Linked DNA regions of Mus musculus: region 2 is linked to region 1. Evidence: chromatin contacts called from public Hi-C data. All regions are on one chromosome and are shown on one strand. The core of a region is the stretch at or near the end of the contact, and the rest is flanking DNA. Distances in the headings are between cores, read along the strand shown. Region 1 has its middle 11 kb from the start of Gm51530. Region 2 holds the start of Ccdc110 (coiled-coil domain containing 110).

Region 1 (6,044 bases), core at 2,448-4,947:
GCCCCAAGTCTTTATATGCTAAAGATACAGAATTGGAAAGTGCAAGGTTGACACCTGGGAAGGTGAGGGTACAGCACAGTTCCAGGCCAGGGCTGGAGGATCTGCAGACAGGCTGTTCTCTGCAGACTGTAGGGGCTAGCAAGAGGTGGAGTCAGCGAGTCAATGGGAGGGGATAATCCTCAGAGGGAGAGCAGACCACCAGCTATAGCCTTCTCCAGTTAGGCTTTGAAGCCCAGAAGCCACCCAGGAGACAAGGGATAAAGCCCTGGAGAAAGAAGTTGAGCACATCAGGACCAAGAGCCCAGGTTTTCCCTACCACTCCCACTGGAGGATGCTAACTTGCCTCCCACCTTCTGCCGTACCATCTTGGGAAGAAGTGAAGCAGGGGAGTGTCCCTCCTATGGAAGATTAGGCATTTTTATTTTGATGAGTGATTATTTCTTTAAAAAAATAATGAAATCTATAGGCTGCACTAAATTTTTGATTATTATATGTTCATTTTATATATTACTATTATACATACATATTTGTTGCATATATGTATTTTATTATGTATACATAATAAAATACAACATGTATATATGTTTGTTGTATATAACTTCTGTTAACTAGAAATATGGATTTGAATTAAGAAACTACGTATTTTTAGGCTTTGAGAACTTGTATGCAACAAATATTTTTCTTTGCTAATTTTTGTTTGATATTAAAGTAAGTCCATCTTAACTATAAAAACTTAAAATAATAAATGTGTCTTTAATGACTGTAGATATAGCTATAGCAGTGTCACAAAAAAATCTGTGTTTTGTAAAATTTTAGGGTCTTTTCATTTATTCGGTTGTAACCTAACCTATGAAATTACTGATATTTGACTGTTTTTGACTTATGAAGTTGGATGTTTTGTTGGTAATATAGTCCTGGAAAATACGTGTGCACATAACACACACACATACACACACACATCTTCATGCTCTGTGCACATATGCACATTGTATGCATTGTAAAAACTTAAAATTTGAAGGTGTAACTCCCTCTCCATAAATATATAGGCCAATAGATATATCACATTTTAAAATTGTTTTATTAGTTGGAAACATTTTGTTTCCTGTATTTTATTGACTTCCATTTCTATAAACATGGTCTAAAGACAAATTCTTGCACATTAGCTTGGTGAAAAACCAATTTATTTATTTTTTCTGTTATTCAGATGCTTAGAGGTTTTGAGCGCCTTTAGTCTTCATCTTAAAAAAATGTTAATTCAGGCATTTGTTGCTTGTACTGGATCAGTCCAGCCTATACAGTTTGGCCTCTGGTTCTCCCTCCCTCCCTTCCCTCTTTCCTCCATCCCTCCCCTCTTCCTCCCTCCCTTCCATCCTCCCTCCATTCCTCCCCTTCTCCTCCCTCCCTTCCACCCTCTCCTTCTCCTTCTGTCCTTCTCTTCCCCTTTTTTTCCTTTCTCCCCCTCTTCCTCCTCCTCCTCCTCCTCCTCCTCCTTCCCCCCCCCCCTCTCTCTCTCTCTCTCTCTCTCTCTCTCTCTCTCTCTCTCGATAAGGATTCACATTGTGGCAATGCTTGCATTGAGTTTGCCTATTCCTGACTCTACTCCATGATTGCTGGTACTATAGACATGCCACCACCACATCCCCTTCTGGTCACTAATTTTAATGCAGAGGTTTTGTCCTTAGAGTAAGTTGTTATTTTTTTCTCCTTTCCTTTCTCCTTTCCTTTTTCCTTTCCTTTTCCTTTCCTTTCCCCTTTCCTTTCCTTTCCTTTCCTTTCCTTTCCTTTCCTTTCCTTTCCTTTCCTTTTTCCTTTCCTTTTTCCTTTCCTTTTTCCTTTCCTTTTTTCCTTTCCTTTTTTTCCTTTCCTTTTTCCTTTCCTTTTTCCTTTCCTTTTTCCTTTCCTTTTTCCTTTCCTTTTTCCTTTCCTTTTTCCTTTCCTTTTTCCTTTCCTTTTTCCTTTCCTATCCTTTTCTTTTTTTTTTTCTTTTTTCTTTTGGTTTTTCGAGACAGGGTTTCTCTGCATAGCCTGGCTGTCCTGGAACTCACTTTGTAGACCAGGCTGGCCTTGAACTCAGAAATCTGCCTGCCTCTGCCTCCCTAGTGCTGGGATCAAAGGCGTGCACCACTACGATGGGCCTTTATTTACATTTCAAATGTTATCCCCTTTCCTGGTTTCCCCTCCAGAAAACCCCCTATCCCTTCCCCACTCCCCCTGCTCACCAACCCACCCACTTCCACTTCCTGGTCTTGGCATTCCCCTACACTGGGGCACTGAGCCTTCACAGGACCAAGGGCCTCTTCTCCCATTGATGACCGACAAGGCCATCCTCTGCTACATATGCAGCTAGAGCCATGGGTCCCTCCATGTGTACTCTTTGGTTGGTGGTTTAGTCCCTGGGAGCTCTGGAGGTACTGGTTGGCTCATCTTGTTGTTCCTCCTATGGGGCTGCAAACCCCTTCTGCTCCTTCAGTCCTTTCTCTAGCTCTTCCATTGGGGTCCCTGTGCTCAGGCCAATGGTATTTGTCAGGCACTGGCAGAGCCCCTCAGGAGACAGCTATATCAGGTTCCTGTCAGCATGCACTTCTTGGCATCCACAATAGTTTCTTGGTTTGGTGTCTGTATATAAGATGGATTCCCAGGTGGGGCAGTCTCTGGATGGCCTTTCAGTCTCAGGAGGCAGAGAAAGGCAGATCTCTGAATTCATGGCTAGCCTAGTCTACAATGGAAATTCCAGGACTTCCAGGGCTATACAGAGAAACTGTTTTGAGAAATATACATTTCTTTTAATCAGCTGGTAATTTTTTCCATTTTTTTTCCTAACAAAGAGTTCACAAACAGTTTAGAAATGGAGAGAGCTTACTTTAATTTTCTTCACTTAACCTGAGGATGCCAGTGGCTCTCCTAACAACTATCTCAGTGTCACAGCTCATAGGACAGGATCCAGGGCTCCATGTTACTGGCCTCCATTACCCCTTAGTCTCCAGCAGTCTCTTACAGACCAGATTTCTGTAGAGCAATCATTAACATAGGACACTGGCCATAGAACAATATTCATCCTTGTTTTAAAATTTTTCTTCTTTATGTCTGAATTCTGTTTTAGTGTTCATTCTTTCTTAAGAACTGATTGGTTTACTGTAAAAAAAAAATTGCAGTCTTTTTCAAAAATATCATGTTTAAGAATCTTGTGTTGGCTCTAGCTGATTAAGATGGCCAGTGAGCCCAGAGGATCTAACAGCCAACATGGGAACTTAAAAGGAAGGAATAGGGGTCGAGCCCTTTGGTGCTAACTGTGTTTGGTGGGTTTGTGTGTTTTCTCTCATTCACATCTTAAATGAACATTGCGTGATAATATCTTTATTCTACACATTATATAAGCCAACTGATATTTTAGTCAGTTAACAAGAAAGCAAGTCCAGGTTTGAAAGCAACTCTTTAAATGGTCTTCAGAAGAGTTGTATTGGTAAAGCTAGAAATTCATACTTTTTCTGTTTAAAAAAAAATCGAACTTAAAATATGTCTGTAAATGCTGAATTCCAAAACAATCCACAAATTATACATCATTAGTAGTATTCACACAGCCATGAAAAAAAGGAAGCCTCGACATTTTAGTGTTTGAAACTTATGTGGTGATCCTTGTTGCTGTTTTTAAGACAAGCCTTACGGGAAAAAACTGTGGGTCCTGAAGTAGGAAGATTATCCATGATTACATTTAGAAAATAGGTCATCTCTTCTGTGTATCATCTGGGCCGAGAAGTATGCTGTGGTTGTCAATACAGCTGTCTAGCAATTTATCTTTGACAGTGAAAGAAATACCAGACCTGTGAATTCATGAGCAGATGTCTGTTAAGCTTTCTGTCATATCATGTGACAGCTGACCAAAGGCTTAAGTGTGTGTGTGTGAGTGTATGTGTGCATGTGTGTGTGTGTGTGTGTGTGAGTGTATGTGTGCATGTGTATATGTGTGCAAGATTTTATGTGTGTTGTGTGGCCAGGAGTCTAGATAACACTGGGCCTAGAATTCATAAGCATTTTGAGAATTATCCGTTAGTAAGCAGAAAAAAAGGAAAGAAAGGTAGAAATGGAGAAGAATATAATTTAGGGACTTAATTTCAAATTTGACCCAATAGTGCTGGTGCGTTCCTGAGGAATACAGCAAAGATAACCTTGTCAGTCCCCACTCATTTTTCTGTGCTAGCAGCTAAGTTTTTGTGCTAAAGGCCTAGGAGAAAATTCCAATAATTTTAGAGGAAACTTATGCCCGCTGAAACTCTAACAGGTTTATAAAAACAGGGAAGTTTGTATAGGAGCAGTTAGTGGAGGGATTTTTGTTAAAAACATAAAGAAATCTCCATGTCCCCAGTGTGACCTATAAGGACATAGCAGAATCAGAATAGACTGGTGTTTATGTGTGCTTCTTCTCATAAGCTTTATTGCTTTGAATTTCATATGATGTATTGATGTTACATTATCAGGACGAATTTTATATTCGGAATTATGGAAAAAAAGAGAGTAATGGGCCAGTACTGGGCCAATATTTCTATGTTCTAGCAGAGATGCAGGTCCCATTCAGCCAGGAATTGTCAAGGCAGAGCGCCAAGGATGCCAAGTTTCTGTGAAATTTTGTTCTTGGAGAACCATTTGTGTGTGTGTGTGTGTGTGTGTGTGTGTGTGTGTGTGTGTGTGTGAGAGAGAGAGAGAGAGAGAGAGAGAGAGAGAAAGAGAGAGAGAGAGACAGAGACAGAGAGACAGAGAGAGAAAAAGTTCATCTGTTGTAAAAGCAATGGTGTTATTTCAAATCTAGGGTAACATCTTTGGATGGTGATGGTAACAAGTGTTGCTGGTTGATGGTGTATCATAGATGGCCCATCTCATCCAGGGACCAGTCTTCCCTGGCATGATTAAAAACTAGCCAGCCAGCAATCAAAATACATACAATTCCTTGCATTTTCTCCAAGTCAATTTTTTTCTTGGATGAGCTAACTAACTTCTTTATCTATGACCTTGTCTACATTGGTAAAGATGATAGATATTCTATGATATCCAGGGTCATATTTGTATATAATATTTGCAGTAACCTGCGATGTTTTATTTTACTTTATTTTAACGCTTCATATGTAATATGCATAGTATACATGCTCAAAGTCGCACTCATGAGAGGGCTCATTCATAGATGATCCAGTGTTCCAGTGCCGTCCTCTGTCCCTGGCAGAATGGAACTTTGATACTCCCCAGTTTGGGGCCCCTCTGAATGTTCATTTGAGATTGTTTCCATAAGCAAGTGATTCAGAACACAGGATGCAAAAAAGGAGATCAAATAGTCTAGTTTCAGGGGCTAAGGGGCCAGCTAGAGAACTTGAAACAACCTGCAGCATTCTGGGAAGAGCTCAAGGTGCCCGTTTCCTGATGCTTCTTTGTCTCTTTAGCGTACATCTTTTTAATTAATGCACATATATGTGTGTATGCATGTGCCTGTTTGTGCACTTGGTATGGAAGCTCAGGTGTCTTCCTCGGTCATTGTTTGCTTTGCTTCATCCATTTATTTACTCGTTTACTTATTTTTATTTATTTAGAGAATCTCTCACTGAACCTGGATCTCAGCGCTCACCACTTGGCTAAGCTGCATGAGTTCCAGGGGACCTGCCTCCCTAACTTGTAGCACAAAGCCATGCTGCCTCGTGGATGCTAGAGATCTGAATTCAGGTCCTTCTCCTTGGGCCTACAAGTGATTTTTACCCATCGAGTCATCTCCCTAGCCCTTGGCATGCTCAGTGTGCCTTTTCTCAGCGATGCAATGACAACTTGGGAATAGGCTGTGGTTCTCCCCGAGGGCATTGTCATCAAGGAAGAAGCACTGGCTAAGTAAACCTTGGTGTGGTATGAATGCCCCTGCACCCAGTCAGATTCATGTTAATCCCCTCCCCCACTATGATGTTATATGGAAATAGGACTTTTGGATTTGAGTGGGTAATGGGAGTAGAGATATTAGGAATGGGATTGGTAGCAAGGGTTCCCTTTTTCCTCCAAGGGAGGACACAGGAAGGAGA
Region 2 (6,044 bases), core at 2,046-4,545, 100 kb before region 1:
CCCCCTGAGGGACCAGCCACATGATGGATATAGAATGGAATAGAATTTATTTAGGGCATGGGAAGGGGAGTAGAGACAGACAGACAGACAGACAGGTAGATACACAGACACACAGAGAGAGACAGAGAGAGGAAGAAGAGGAGGAGGAGGAGGAGAGAGAGAGAAGGAGAAGAGGAAGAAGGAGAAGGAGGAGGCAGGAGAAGAGGAAGAGCAGCAGGGGAGGAGGAGGGGGGAGCAGGAGAGAGAGAAGAGAAGAGACTGGCCAGGAACACATGGAGAGAGGGGGCAAGGCCATCTGGAGAGAGGGAGAAGGGGCAGAGAGTAAGAGAGTAAGAGAGTGAGCAGGGGCCAAGCAGCCCCTTTTATAGTAAGCCAGGCATTACCTGGCTGTTGCTAGGTAACTGTGGGGTGGAGCCTAGAAGGACTGCTAACACTTATGTTTTCTATTTCATATTTAAGTGCTGAAATAAAAAAAAAAAGACTCAATTATCAACGGGGATGACCTTTTTATCAGAAAGAAAAAGGGAGTTTATGTCCAAGCCCGCAGAAAATTATGTCCTATTCAATATATGCAAAAAGTGTTAAGTGCACGCCTGTGACTGAGGCTAAGGGGGAACATGACGATTTAAAAAGCAAAAAGTTAAAGTGGTTCTCAAGTGCAAACACTAACTTTGTTGACAGGCCTAGTGACATCTGCAGTGTAGGTGGCCTGTGGGTTGGAGTGCACTCTGCCAGGGAAGTTAGGGTATCAGCTATGGAATCAGGCTGTCTGGACATCGACTTCTGGCTTTATAACATAATGTGATGGGTAACTCTACGCGTGTATCACCCTTCGAATTCGTTCATGAGAACAATTCTAGTCCAAACGCAAGGTGGGGGGGGGGGGGCTGCTCAGAACTTCCCAGTGCTTCTCAGTTTGTTCAGAATAGAACCCCAAATCCTTGCCCGGAGTTACAAAGTTACTTCTCTCCTACCCCACTCCAACCTTCACCTGATACCCCATCCCCCGCCCTACCCATTCTGCCTCATCCACAGGAATTAACTGCTCAAGCCAGCCAGCCTCTCTCCCACCTCAGACCTCGGGCTGTTGCTGGTCTTGATGCCTGAAATGTTCTTTTGTAGAACTTTTTTTGCAATTTCTTCTTTACCTCCTCTGGTCTTTGCTCAGATGGGACCTGCTAACTGGAGCCCTCTCCGGTCACCTCCTCCCTTTAAAACAGAAGAGACCTCGCCTACCTGTAACACTCCAGATACTTCTGCCTTCTCTTTCCCCATAGGAATGGCTGCTACCTTGTAAACAATGTCTGCTCTCCTGCTGACAGATAAGCTAAATGAAAGCTTGTATATATAGTCTTGGATCCTGTCTTAGTTTGTTTTCTGTTCTACTATAAAATACTCTGACAAAAGAAACCTATGTGGGAAGGGATTTAACTCAGCATTATAGCTCAAGAGTACAGGCTATTCTTTCAGGGTGAATTACAATGGGACAGATAGCTGAGTTGCATACACAGTAAATAAACAGAGAGCAAAGAATGAGTTCATGTGGGTGCTCAGCTTCCTTTCTCCATTTAAGCTGTGTAGACCACAGCCAAGGAATGGTGCCACCCACAGTGGGCAGCTCTTCCCACCTCAGCCATTGAAAGCCATATGATCCCCTACAGGCAGGCTCAGAGGTTCATTACCCGAGGGATTCTAGCTTCTGTCAAAGTGACAACTGTCATTGATAATTACAGATGCCCAACTCCTAGATCAGGGCCTGATACAGCAGGTTCTTCAAAATGCTTGCAGTTGAGCAAATGGATGGAGGCTCAGAAGCAGAAAAGGAGGGCCAGAACCAACCAGAAGGTACCCCTCATACGCATCCTGACAAGTTAAGGTTAGTTATGTTAGTTAGTTAACTAGCTGCTCTTATTTGTATAAGTCATGCTGTGGAGTATCACAGGAGTATCAGTCATCTACTGTGTTTGAGGTGAACTCTTCTTATTTGCTGCTGTGTTCATGAGGCTAAATGGTCCATGGCTTCCCGGATTCTGTCTCCCCTGAGTCTGACCTTTACAGGGGATTCGAGCTGATGTTTGCCCAGTAAGAACTTCACTCCTGAAACCATCTCCTCAGCCTCTAAGTGCAACACACATGCGCTTGCCGTATTGAGGCGACTCCAGCTTTTCTGACCTTTGTTGAGCGCAGGGGTAAATACTAGGCTATTTAAATGTCTTTAACCATCTGTGATGGTATTTAGTCTCGTTACCCTGCCCCACTTTGCTGGTTCCTCAGGGAAGATTACAGGTCTTCATGCCTGGTAACAGAGGAATACAGAAAGCGATGGTCTACTCATCCTCCATGTTCTCCATCTTCAATCAAGTTGACTTTTATCAGGGGAGGTGTGGCCTTGCATTGGCTAACGTGTGAAAAGGAACCCAGTCCCATGTCTACTCCATCAATTCTCTCTGCCTCACCTGGGGAACTCACGATTGGGGTCCCACCCATCAATCTAAAAGCCACCTTTGCTCATAAGTCCTGGCTCCTTCTCTTGATGTCCCACTGTGCACCCATGTGAGAGGGGTGCTGTCCCTTTGGGCTTCTCTTCAGGAAGTGAGATCCCAATGGCAGTGTTCTGTGGTCCTCAAGTTACTCTACACATCTGAGTCTTTGTTTATCGGAACTCGTGGCTGTTTGAATTCTTTCAAATATCCTCCCCATGCTATAGCTCATTTCCCACCAATATTTACTGCAAAAACGTAGATTTTACCTGGTTCATTGCCCCCGCTTTCCTTTACCCCCTCAGAGGAATTCAGGATCTTGGATGCTGAAAGGAGAATGGAGTCAACTTCATCTTCTTCCGCGAGGTGCTTCTCTGGAACAGACCCGAGCACAGCTTTTGGAGCTGGAAGGTAGCCTGGGAAGGTGAAGAAGCGAGGCACGGACATTCGGGTCGCCCACGCCCTCTGTGGCCACCAGAGGGCGCGCTATGATCAGGTAGAGATGTCAACTCTGCAAATAGGGGTGAAGGCGGCATCCCGCCAGGGGGCAGGCGAGTGCTTTCTCACTGAGCAGGGGATTTGAGGTCGGGAAGATAACGCACACCAGACCCATCCGGAAAACTCCGGAGGCTTTGGGATGAAGGGACATGGGTGTGGTTCCACTATCCTCCATTTCCCAGAGCCTCCCTCTAGAGGACAGCCTCCCGGATCGTTCTTACCGGGGCTCATTTCTGTCGCTTAAGATCTCTCCACCAACTGCCTTGCCCCAAGCATTCAGCTCTGCCGCTTCTAGCCGCAGCATCCCGTTGCCTAGTAACGGAGGTCGGGGGGGGGGGGAGCCCTGCCCACCCCCACCCTTTTCCGGAGCTGATGCAGACGATGTGATTGGTTTTCATTTATATGAAGTGCACTGATTTTCCTGTACACTTGATAAAACACTTGAAAAAGGCGGGTGCTTCCCCGGGAAGCAGAGCTTGAGTGACTGGTTAGAAAACACGAGCTTTTAAGTAAAAGTTTTCAATAAATACATATGACTTATTTTTGCAAAATCAGTTATCTCAGATAGAATATACAGTCATTGAGAACTGAATTTTAAATCACTGTGAGTAGGAATTGACAGCCACTATGATGTAATAATTTATTACTTAATAAATTACACCTGGCTTACTTTCAGGGAAGAGGCATGATGGTTTAATGTTCATGAGCTATAATTTCTTATTTTCTGGAGCAATGGTTTTTACAAGACTCGACAGTCTTTTTTTTTTTTTTTTTGGTCGCATTGGACAGCTTTAATACATTTAAATTTTTCAGCCTAATACATCTGTTAAACCACTATTCTAAAGAAAATAATATAGTTCATCAAATGCTGGGTATTAATGTAACAATGAAATATTATGTGACAACTCTAATTTGTGGATGGTGACGGTGAGTATTGGCTATTACATAGAAATCACCTGGAGATTTTCATGAGATGACTAAGTCACAACAGTTGGCATAGACTGTAAAACAAAATGATAAGTGTTTGCAATGTTAACCTCAATTTTAATCTGTGCACTGGTCTCAGCAGAAATCTACTTTTATTTTAGGATAACTTCTCAGTTAATCTATCAGAAAAATGACCTTTAGTAGAAAAGGTTTAAGTTTTAAAGATTTATTAATTTGTTTTGTGTGTGTGTGTGTGTTGTATGTGTGTGTGTGTGTGTGCATGCAGGTATGTATGTATGTGTTTGTGTGTGTGTGTGTGTGTACATGAGTGTGGAAGTCAGAGACTTATGCTGTATTTATTTATTGAGATCCACCTAAAGTTTTTGGAGCAGAGTATTTTGCTGCGCCTGGAGCTCACAGACAGTCTCTATTGTTTGGTCAGTGAGCCCAAAGGGATCCTCAATGTGGACAAAGGGCGACAGACATGTGCACCATGTTGCCCCTGGCCTTTTACCGTGGACATCAAACTCAGGTTCTCATGCTTGTGTGGTAAGCCATTCGCCAACTATCTGCCTGTCCTCCTGGACTATTAAGAGCAAATTGCTGACTTCATCCCATCTCTCCTGAACATTTGGGTGTGTATTTTATAAGAATACTGAAAAGAAGCACAATACACTGTTAATATTCAAGATTAGTGCTGATGCATAGTCACCCTATAGCTTCCAGGCATCACTGACATTCTTGCAGTAATGCCCTGGGTAGCCATAGGTCCCAGCCTAAAGGCTGGCATTACATCCAGTTGCCATGATCTGTTTATTTAATGCATTTTAATCTGATCAGTTTGATTTATCTTGAACTCCTACGGCCTTAACATTTTAGAACATTCTAGACCAATTATTCTGTAAAATGTTTTTGTGTCTTTTGTGGGTGTTTCCTAGTGGTAGATCAGGCCATGCACTCTTGTCAGGGGGGCATAATGGCTGTTGGTCCTCATTGTAGTCTCTCGGGTGGCACAGGATTGTGGTCTACAGCATCAGTGTGGTGTTCATTTGGTGACTAACTAATCTCTACCATAGATATTAAACCTTTGTTCTTTTTTGATTAAGAAATAGTTTGCATAAAATATTTTGGCTTATACAATAACTCCATTCATCACAAGCTTTTGGTTTTCTAGTTTACCTATAATTATCTCTGTATGGATCACTGTTTCTTATATTATTTACTAGTTAGCAATGGATTTTATTCTGTTGCTAAGATTACTTATATGAATGCTCAAATTTTCCTGGCTTGGTCGGTGACAGTTTCTCTAATTCATTCTCATATCAATAGACAGAAAAGTGTATTTTGTCAGGCTATGGCTTCTCTGGCCAAATATTTTGATCATCCCCACAACTGTTTTATAAAAGCCTGACTTTTTAATTGTAAAGTCCTTTCTTATGGGGATTAAAATCAACATTATCATTTTTTTAAAGCCAAAAGTCATAACACTTCAAAATCCTTTTACTTCAAAACCAATTTTCCTCTTAGAAAAATCTACTTTTACCTGTTAACTAACAGCTGCAGGTTCAGAATTTGGAACAAACTCAAGAGCATTGCACAAAACAAGCTTTCAGGTCTATTCTTAGCAACTTCATATCAGACTATAAGATGTCTGGGGTTTCCAGCTTCATGAGATCTTTTTTTAAACCTGGGATTAAAGGGCTATCACTAAGCATGGATGGAATCTACAATAGTGTGAGATTTACCAACTCGCTCTGAGGACATACCAGTATGACAGTTTTTTAAATTTTTCTTTAAACTAAGGCTTGTATGTTGTGGATAGCCCTGGGACTAATTATATTTGATGTTAAATCTGTTCTCCTCTGAGGGGTTGTGAACAAGGAATGAGTCAGCACTCAAGTGATTTCCTGTAAACCTGCTTCCCACCTTAATTTGCAAAATAAAGGAGAGCTGATAATTGGGCAGATAAAAGGGAAGGTGGAGTAGAAGGTGGGAGAGAGAAGAAGGAGAAAATGGAAGAGGGAGAGGATACAGAGGAGGAGAAAGACAAAGAAAAGCGGAGCAGAAGCACATGGCCCAGAGAAACTGCAAGTTCTAAGGGGTCTCATACGCTGTGGAAGATGGTAGTGTAGTGGTAGA

Evidence for each region. A called contact is a pair of places that touch in the nucleus more often than the background predicts.
Region 2: a Hi-C map of rod photoreceptor shows a contact between it and region 1, with 3 times the contacts expected there. The contact joins the promoter of Ccdc110 here to the enhancer-like site in region 1. A contact is called at or near these places in 9 of 39 promoter capture datasets (the 3T3-L1 cell line, the C10 cell line, HPC-7-derived erythroid cells and 6 more), 1 of 15 datasets of contacts at CTCF or cohesin (the NIH/3T3 cell line), 15 of 484 Hi-C or Micro-C datasets (the AML12 cell line, CD4 T cells, the HL-1 cell line and 10 more), 11 of 115 datasets of contacts at active chromatin or transcription factors (a beta-TC-6 cell line, cardiomyocytes, embryonic stem cells and 6 more) and 3 of 9 other capture datasets (adipose tissue, liver and pancreatic islet).

What each region holds. Positions count from the first base shown.
Region 1 is chr8:45,831,869-45,837,912 of GRCm38.p6, reverse strand. No RefSeq gene overlaps it. Among named protein-coding and RNA genes, the nearest start is that of Gm51530, 11 kb to the left of the region's middle. Within about 2 kb of position 3,697, at least 4 of the 459 cell types and tissues checked have an H3K27ac peak or open chromatin away from gene starts, as enhancers often do. A contact at or near this core is called in rod photoreceptor, where this site is marked.
Region 2 is chr8:45,931,870-45,937,913 of GRCm38.p6, reverse strand. It overlaps Ccdc110 (coiled-coil domain containing 110), which reads right to left and starts at 3,295. Exons shown (of 7, transcript NM_001033246.3): 1 at 3,200-3,295; 2 at 2,750-2,896. The coding sequence starts at 3,209.